Regions from separate parts of the Pan troglodytes genome. Here region 1 is linked to region 2. A link is a contact called in public HiChIP or PLAC-seq data. All regions are on one chromosome and are shown on one strand. Each heading gives the region's core, a stretch centred on a gene start, on an enhancer-like site or on the middle of the called end of the contact. The rest is flanking DNA. Distances are from core to core; before and after follow the strand shown. Region 1 holds the start of HCFC2 (host cell factor C2). Region 2 holds the start of TDG (thymine DNA glycosylase).

The links. HiChIP or PLAC-seq counts read pairs in DNA pulled down with a chosen protein or histone mark.
Region 1: a contact with region 2 is called in an H3K4me3 HiChIP or PLAC-seq map of stem cell-derived excitatory neurons, with 2.0 times the contacts expected there. The contact joins the promoter of HCFC2 here to the promoter of TDG in region 2. A contact is called at or near these places in 1 of 1 datasets of contacts at active chromatin or transcription factors (stem cell-derived excitatory neurons) and 1 of 1 other capture datasets (stem cell-derived neural stem cells).

What each region holds. Positions count from the first base shown.
Region 1 is chr10:110,872,337-110,875,554 of NHGRI_mPanTro3-v2.0_pri, forward strand. HCFC2 (host cell factor C2) reads left to right here and starts at 1,727. Exons shown (of 15, transcript NM_001280186.1): 1 at 1,727-1,919. The coding sequence starts at 1,757. It overlaps GLT8D2 (glycosyltransferase 8 domain containing 2), which reads right to left and starts at 1,668. Exons shown (of 12, transcript XM_024348027.3): 1 at 1,350-1,668.
Region 2 is chr10:110,776,064-110,779,246 of NHGRI_mPanTro3-v2.0_pri, forward strand. TDG (thymine DNA glycosylase) reads left to right here and starts at 1,377. Exons shown (of 10, transcript XM_509324.7): 1 at 1,377-1,655. The coding sequence starts at 1,633. It overlaps UQCC6 (ubiquinol-cytochrome c reductase complex assembly factor 6), which reads right to left and starts at 1,323. Exons shown (of 3, transcript XM_003952277.4): 1 at 1,110-1,323.

The sequences.
Region 1 (3,218 bases), core at 477-2,976, 97 kb after region 2:
TGTATTGTGGATATTTAAGATATACAATATGAAGTTGATATCATATAGACCAGGGGTCCCCAGTCCCCAGCAACCAGTCCTCGGCCTGTTCGGAACCCCCATGACCTTCCTGAGCTCCGCCTCCTGTCAGATCAACCGCGCATTAGATTCTCACAGGAGCTCGAACCCTACTGTGAACTGCCCATAGGAGGGATCTAAATTGTGTACTCCCTATGAGAATCTTATGCCTGATGATATGAGGTGGAACAGTTTCATGCCGAAACCATAGCCCCCATCCTCCTGCCAAGTCTATATCACCCACTCCCCTGCCAAGTCCGTGGAAAAATTGTCTTCCATGAAACCGGTCCCTAGTGCCAAAAAGGTTGGGGACAGCTGAAACAGGCAGTCACAAGGTTACTATAGTGAAGCATATTAACATATCCATCATCTCACATAGTTACCACCAACCCTTTTTGTGTCTCTGTGGCAAGAGCGGCTAAAATCTACTCATTTGGCATGAATCCCATATGCAGTGCAGTTTTATTCCTAATGGACTTGTGTGATTATGTGTAGGACCAAATCATAGGGCAGCTAGGCCTTATTAAGCGTTGCATTGGCTGGGTGCGGTGGCTCATGCCTGTAGTTCCAGCACTTTGGGAGGCCAAGGCAGGAGGATCACTGGAGCCCAGGAGCTCGAGCTTGCAGTGAGCTCTGATCGCGCCACTGCATTCCGGCAACAGAGCCAGACCCTATCTAAAATAAATAAATAAAAATAAAGAGTTGCGTATGACTGCTACCAGAGGCAGTATGGTATAATGGTTGGATATGACTGCTATCAGAGGCAGTATGGTATATGATATAAGGGCTTGGGGGTTCTGGAATCAGAAGCCCTGTGTTGGAATCCTGGCCCCAGTCTTTTTTTTCAACACCTCTCCTTTGTGTCCATCAGAAAATTACCTTACTGCACTGTGCCTCATTTCCCCATCCATGAAAGGGAGATAACAGGAGCCACCTCACTGGATTGTTGGATGGATTACATGAGTTAATACACATGAGGCACTTAGGGCATGCCAGGCTGTGGACAGCCCTCACTTGTTAGCTAGCAATGAAACAGAAACCTAGAAAACCATCTCTCCTCTGCTTAAGCCAAACAAAGCAAAAATACCTCTTGTGGCTCACGGTTCCCAAGCTTCCTGGCATGGCTCCGCACAAAGCTGCCTTCGGTTCGCCCGGCAGGCTTTGTAGCGACCTTCCCTGCCCGGGTCCCAGTCACGGTCGGGAGCAGCGGCCGTGGCCCGGGCTCGCGAGGCAGGCTCCCGCCCGCACCCTCCCGTGCGAGGTCCCCGCCCTGCGCTCCCAGCTCTTCGCACCTCTACCCGAGCTTCTCTCACGTTGCCTGTGAGACTGCTTCGCCCACACATCCTAGATGCTCAATTAAAGTGGACGTAAAGGAAGATGCTGTGGCTTCTTCCCAAAATACCGAACGGGAGGCTCTGGGTGGGGATGGGAGACGTGGTCAGTGGGAAGCGTCCTTCCACCCTAAGGTGCGTTGCTCCGGGTGGCCGCTGGCCACGTCGCCTGGGGTGGGGGCGGGGCTCCCCTGTCAGGACCCCCCTTCCCCAGCGTCTCTCCACTGCCCGCGGGCCTCCAGCCTGGCCCCCGGCGCCCGCGGCCACGTGACCCCAGCACAGCTGGAGGCGGGTCCCCGCCCTCCCCAGGGAGCAGCCGGTTGAGGCGGGAGCGGTGCATTGTGGGCAGAGGGGCGGGGGTTGGGAAGATGGCGGCTCCCAGCCTCCTCAACTGGAGGCGAGTTTCTTCCTTCACGGGGCCGGTCCCCCGCGCCCGGCACGGACACCGAGCGGTGGCCATCCGGGAGCTGATGATCATCTTTGGAGGGGGAAATGAGGGCATCGCGGATGAGCTGCACGTCTACAACACGGGTAGGCGCGGCGGCGGCTTGTCGGCCCCGCCTGCTGGAGCTGCGGAGGGGGAGGGGAGGCGAGGCGGCGGCCGCGGCCCTGACAGCTGTCACCGCCCGGTCACTGCTTCCTTGGGCGGGCGGCGGGGAGCGCGGCTCAGCCGGGCGGCCCGGGTCCCGCAGCTCTGTCCCGGACCGCAGCTCTGGATCTCCGGGGCCCTTGGGGCGCAACGGACCCCGAGCGGGGCGCACCGGTCTTCAGGCGGGGGATCCCGGACGCCCCCACCCCAGCCCGACAAGCGGACGCAGGCGACAGAAGACCATGTCCAACCGCCTGGGCCACTCCCCGAAATCTCGCCTCTGTCAAAAAACAAAACCCACTCCAAACCAAAGTTCCTTAGGGCCTTCCCGTCTTTGCCTGCCTTCCTTCCTTAGGAGGAAGACCGTCTAGGGGGTGAGGAGGGAAAACGAGAGGCCTTCTGGCACTCTCGCCTCAAATACAACCCGGTGTTTGGCAGGTAACGGTCAAGAGCCCCTCCGTGGGCCGCGCTCTAAACCGGCGGGGACGTGGTGAGGCGGCCTTGTGTCTGCATACTCGGTGTGGGCGCCCTTCTGGACTGGCCCTCGGAAAGAGGACTGTCATAACTTGAGCACCACTGCAGATCACAAGTGCCCCTGGGCAGGGAGCCCCTATCTTTGAGGACCTCTGTGGAATAGAAAGGAGACTGGATTTAATTTTTTTTTCCTCTTGTAAATGCTCAGGCTGTCACAAGAAATCTGTTTGGTGTAAAGACAGTGATGGAATTCTGGGTCTACTTCATGACCGATAACTTTTCTTTGACCAAACAACTTAATCACAGGAATAATTTGAAGGTTAACAAAATAGTGGAGTCTGAGAAGTTTTATTTTGTTCACCCTCTCCTCCTCCCAGCGCCCCAGCATATGAAGGTGAAAAGTTACTGACAGTTTGGTCTTAGTGTAAAATCCCTGGCTTTGGAACAAATTAGACCTGATTTGAATCTTGCTCTGCCGGTTGCCCAGGATCAGCGCTAAAGTTACCAAACCTTTTTAAGCCTCACAATTTTCAGTTGTAAAATAGAGATTTTTATACTCACCCAGCAGGGCGTTTTGTAAGAATTAAATGATACAGATCAGGATTTTTCAACAGCAGCACTCTTCGACCTTTTGGGCCAGGTAATTCTTTGTTGAGGTTGGGGGAAGCTGCCCTGTATTGCCCTGCACATTGTAAGATGTTTGGCAGCATCCCTGCGTCTACCTACTAGATGCCAGTAACAGCCCCCTCCAGTTGTGACAACTAAAA
Region 2 (3,183 bases), core at 127-2,626:
CACGCCCGGCCTCCTCATGTTAACTTTCTTTTGCCATGCAAGATTGGGCAGAGGACCCTGGTCTCTTGAGGTTATGAATGGAGCTGGCAGGACCCAGCACAGCAACCCACAGTGAGGGAAGCCCTTGCTGCCAAGGGTAATTCCCCGAGTGCAGACATCCTGAGAAAAGTTTACTCTCTTCACACACACTTTCAGTCACCAGAATTCTCTCCCAAAGCATTCAGCAGTCTTTGATTAATGTGTCTTTCTGGATGCCCTGAAATAACTGAGGCAAGCCACCTGCTGTAAGACTTTTCTAGACGATGGTCCTGAGCCATTGGCAAAATCAGAGAGGATGGGCTTTTTTCATTCACTCAACATATATTCATTGAATATTTACCATGTGCCAGGTTCTGAGTAGTGTCTACTAATGGACAGGGTATTCATAAAAGTTCTGTACTGTTTTAAAAGTTTCACTTAAACTTTAAACAGTTGATATATTACAAAAATCCTTCTGTATTTACTCATGAGAGCCTGGATCCTAGAATGAAGAAAATACATGGAGCACAGAGCCACAGCCATCTCCCAGCTCACAGATCACGTGAGTGAGAAATAAACTTCTGTGGCTGTAAACCACTGAAGGTTTGGAGTTACCTGTTACTATATGAATAAACTCAGGAAAGCCAACAAATACAGCAGCCATGTTTTTCATCATCCTGCAAACTAGAAAAACCCAAAAGCCTATTCCATTAAGAGTTCCTTAATAAAGTACAAACACCAGTGACAGAAATTGAGAACTAATGAAACAAAAGCCAGCTGCAAGAACCACTGAGACATAAAAGAGGGGTTAGTCTGTAAGATTACGAACCACTGAGATTTAAAAGAGGGGTTAGTCTGTAAGGTTATGGGAGGTGATGCTCGAATGGGATCTAGTCTCGTAGACGTCAAACGTTAATATTCTCATATATCCAAAGTAATGCAGAGAGTGGTTTATGTAGAGCTTTACATTTTACACAGCAGCTTTACATTCACCCTCATTTCACAGATAAGGAAACTGAGGCCCAAGATGGCACAGTGGCCTCGACGCCCAGGTTTTCCACTTTCAAAGTCCCTCCCTCACATCTCATTACCTGATAATGCAACACAGTCTTTAATCGGGGCGAATTTCGGGGTGGAAAGTACTAGATAATGCTGATAAGCGTCATCATCCCATATACACAGCACCCCAAGGACAGCACCCTATAGCTCACGCGTCCACCAGCCCCCGAAAATACTGGAGACAAAAGCTGACGTCAGCAGAGCGCTCCTTGTCCCCGTCTTCTGGTCCTCCACCCTTCCCGAAAGGCCAAGCGGCGGAGCTGGGGCGCCCAACGAGAAGGGGGTGAGCGTGATTGGGCTGTCCTGCATCACGTGACGGCCAGTACGCGTGGGATTTGGCTCCGAGGAGGCGGAAGTGCAGCACAGAAAGAGGGTCCGTGGGGGACGGTAGAAGCCTGGAGGAGGAGCTTGAGTCCAGCCACTGTCTGGGTACTGCCAGCCATCGGGCCCAGGTCTCTGGGGTTGTCTTACCGCAGTGAGTACCACGCGGTACTACAGAGACCGGCTGCCCGTGTGCCTGGCAGGTGGAGCCGTCCGCATCAGCGGCCTCGGGGAATGGAAGCGGAGAACGCGGGCAGGTAATACCGGGGCCAGCGCCGCCCCTCCCTTGCGCCCCTCACTGCTGGGCGGCTGGCTGGCTGGCGAGCGCGCGCACGCAGGGGTCTTTTAAATCCCGGCCCGAATACAAAGGCCGGGGCCGCGCGTGCGCACTGTGGCCTGGTCGGCCTTTCCTTCCCTGGCTGCGGCGGTGGCGGTGGAGGTTGGTGCTGCTCTGAGGGTTACCTGGTGCACCTGGACCCTTCTTTGGTTTCCCGCGATAACTAGTTGACTATAAAATATATTAGTAAGCATTCAGCAGTCTTTGGTTAATGTGTCTTTCTGGATGCCATTCTTGGCTAGAAGGGTTTTCCTTCACCCTCCATTACCACGCAGAGAGCTGTAAAGATGAGTGTCGAACATTTCCAGCTCCAGGAGTTTTCATTTTAAAGTTGGTTGATTTGTTGCGGCTTCCCCCCACCCCAAAGGCCTACTGAAAGCAACGTTAAGGGTCACGGGTTAGATAATTTTGTTGTGGGAATATGTATACCACTCTCGAGTAGTCAATCTAAAAATGACCTTTGAGTTTTCCAGTGGCCTTGGGGACGATCTTAAGAATCCGTTTTTAAAAAGTCCTTTGGGGGAGTCAAGAGAAGGATTTGCAAAAGCAAGAGATTTAGGGACTTGAACTCCTGGCGGAAAACTAAACTTTTAAAAAATGGATATGGTGACAGTTTTTTAAAAGATAAAGAGTGATGATTTACATTGAAATTAAAAGGAAAAAAACCTATGCCTAATGAAGAATTATCCTAACTCTCAGTGGCTAATGGAAGCTGAATTTAGGCAATACAAGAGACTTATATGGGCCTGTTCATGTCTGTAAAGTTGGCATGTCTGGAATCTGATTCTGACATGCCGAGAATTGGTGTTACATGAAAGGGCACACTAACCAAAATAAATTAGAGTTTAGGAAAAGAGATATATGTAGACAAAGTTTGGACTTTATCTTGACTTTGTGGATCAAGTCCTGGAATAAATTACTCCACTTCTTTCCCAGAAGAACTTTACAAATAAGAGAATTCACCAAAATTTGTGGAAATCTCTCTCTCATAACCTCACTTAGGAGCAGAATTGAAACTTGGGCCAAGAATAAATTACACATTGTAAGACTTTATTCAGGGTCTTACAGCAAAATAGTAGGACTTCAATACACTGTTTAGCTCAAAGCTGTGATAATGTCGGCCTGACTTCATCCAAAAGGCTATAGACCAGATTTTATTTTGCCTTGAAAAGCTTTCACCTTCAGGAACTGTGGAAAATTCTGTGTAATCTTCTGAAATGACTCAGACCCCAGGTAATCCTTAAGAGAGTAGTTCTCTGTCACCCTTGACTGTGCTAATCAAGAAATGTAATGTGGGATGTGAAAAAAAATAAATTTACTTTTTTTTTTTTTTTTTCGAGACAGAGCCTTGCTCTGTTGCCCAGGCTGGAGTGCAGTGGCGGATCTTGGCTCACTGCAACCTCCATCACCCGGGTTCAAGCGATTCTCCCGCCGCAGCCTCCCAAGTA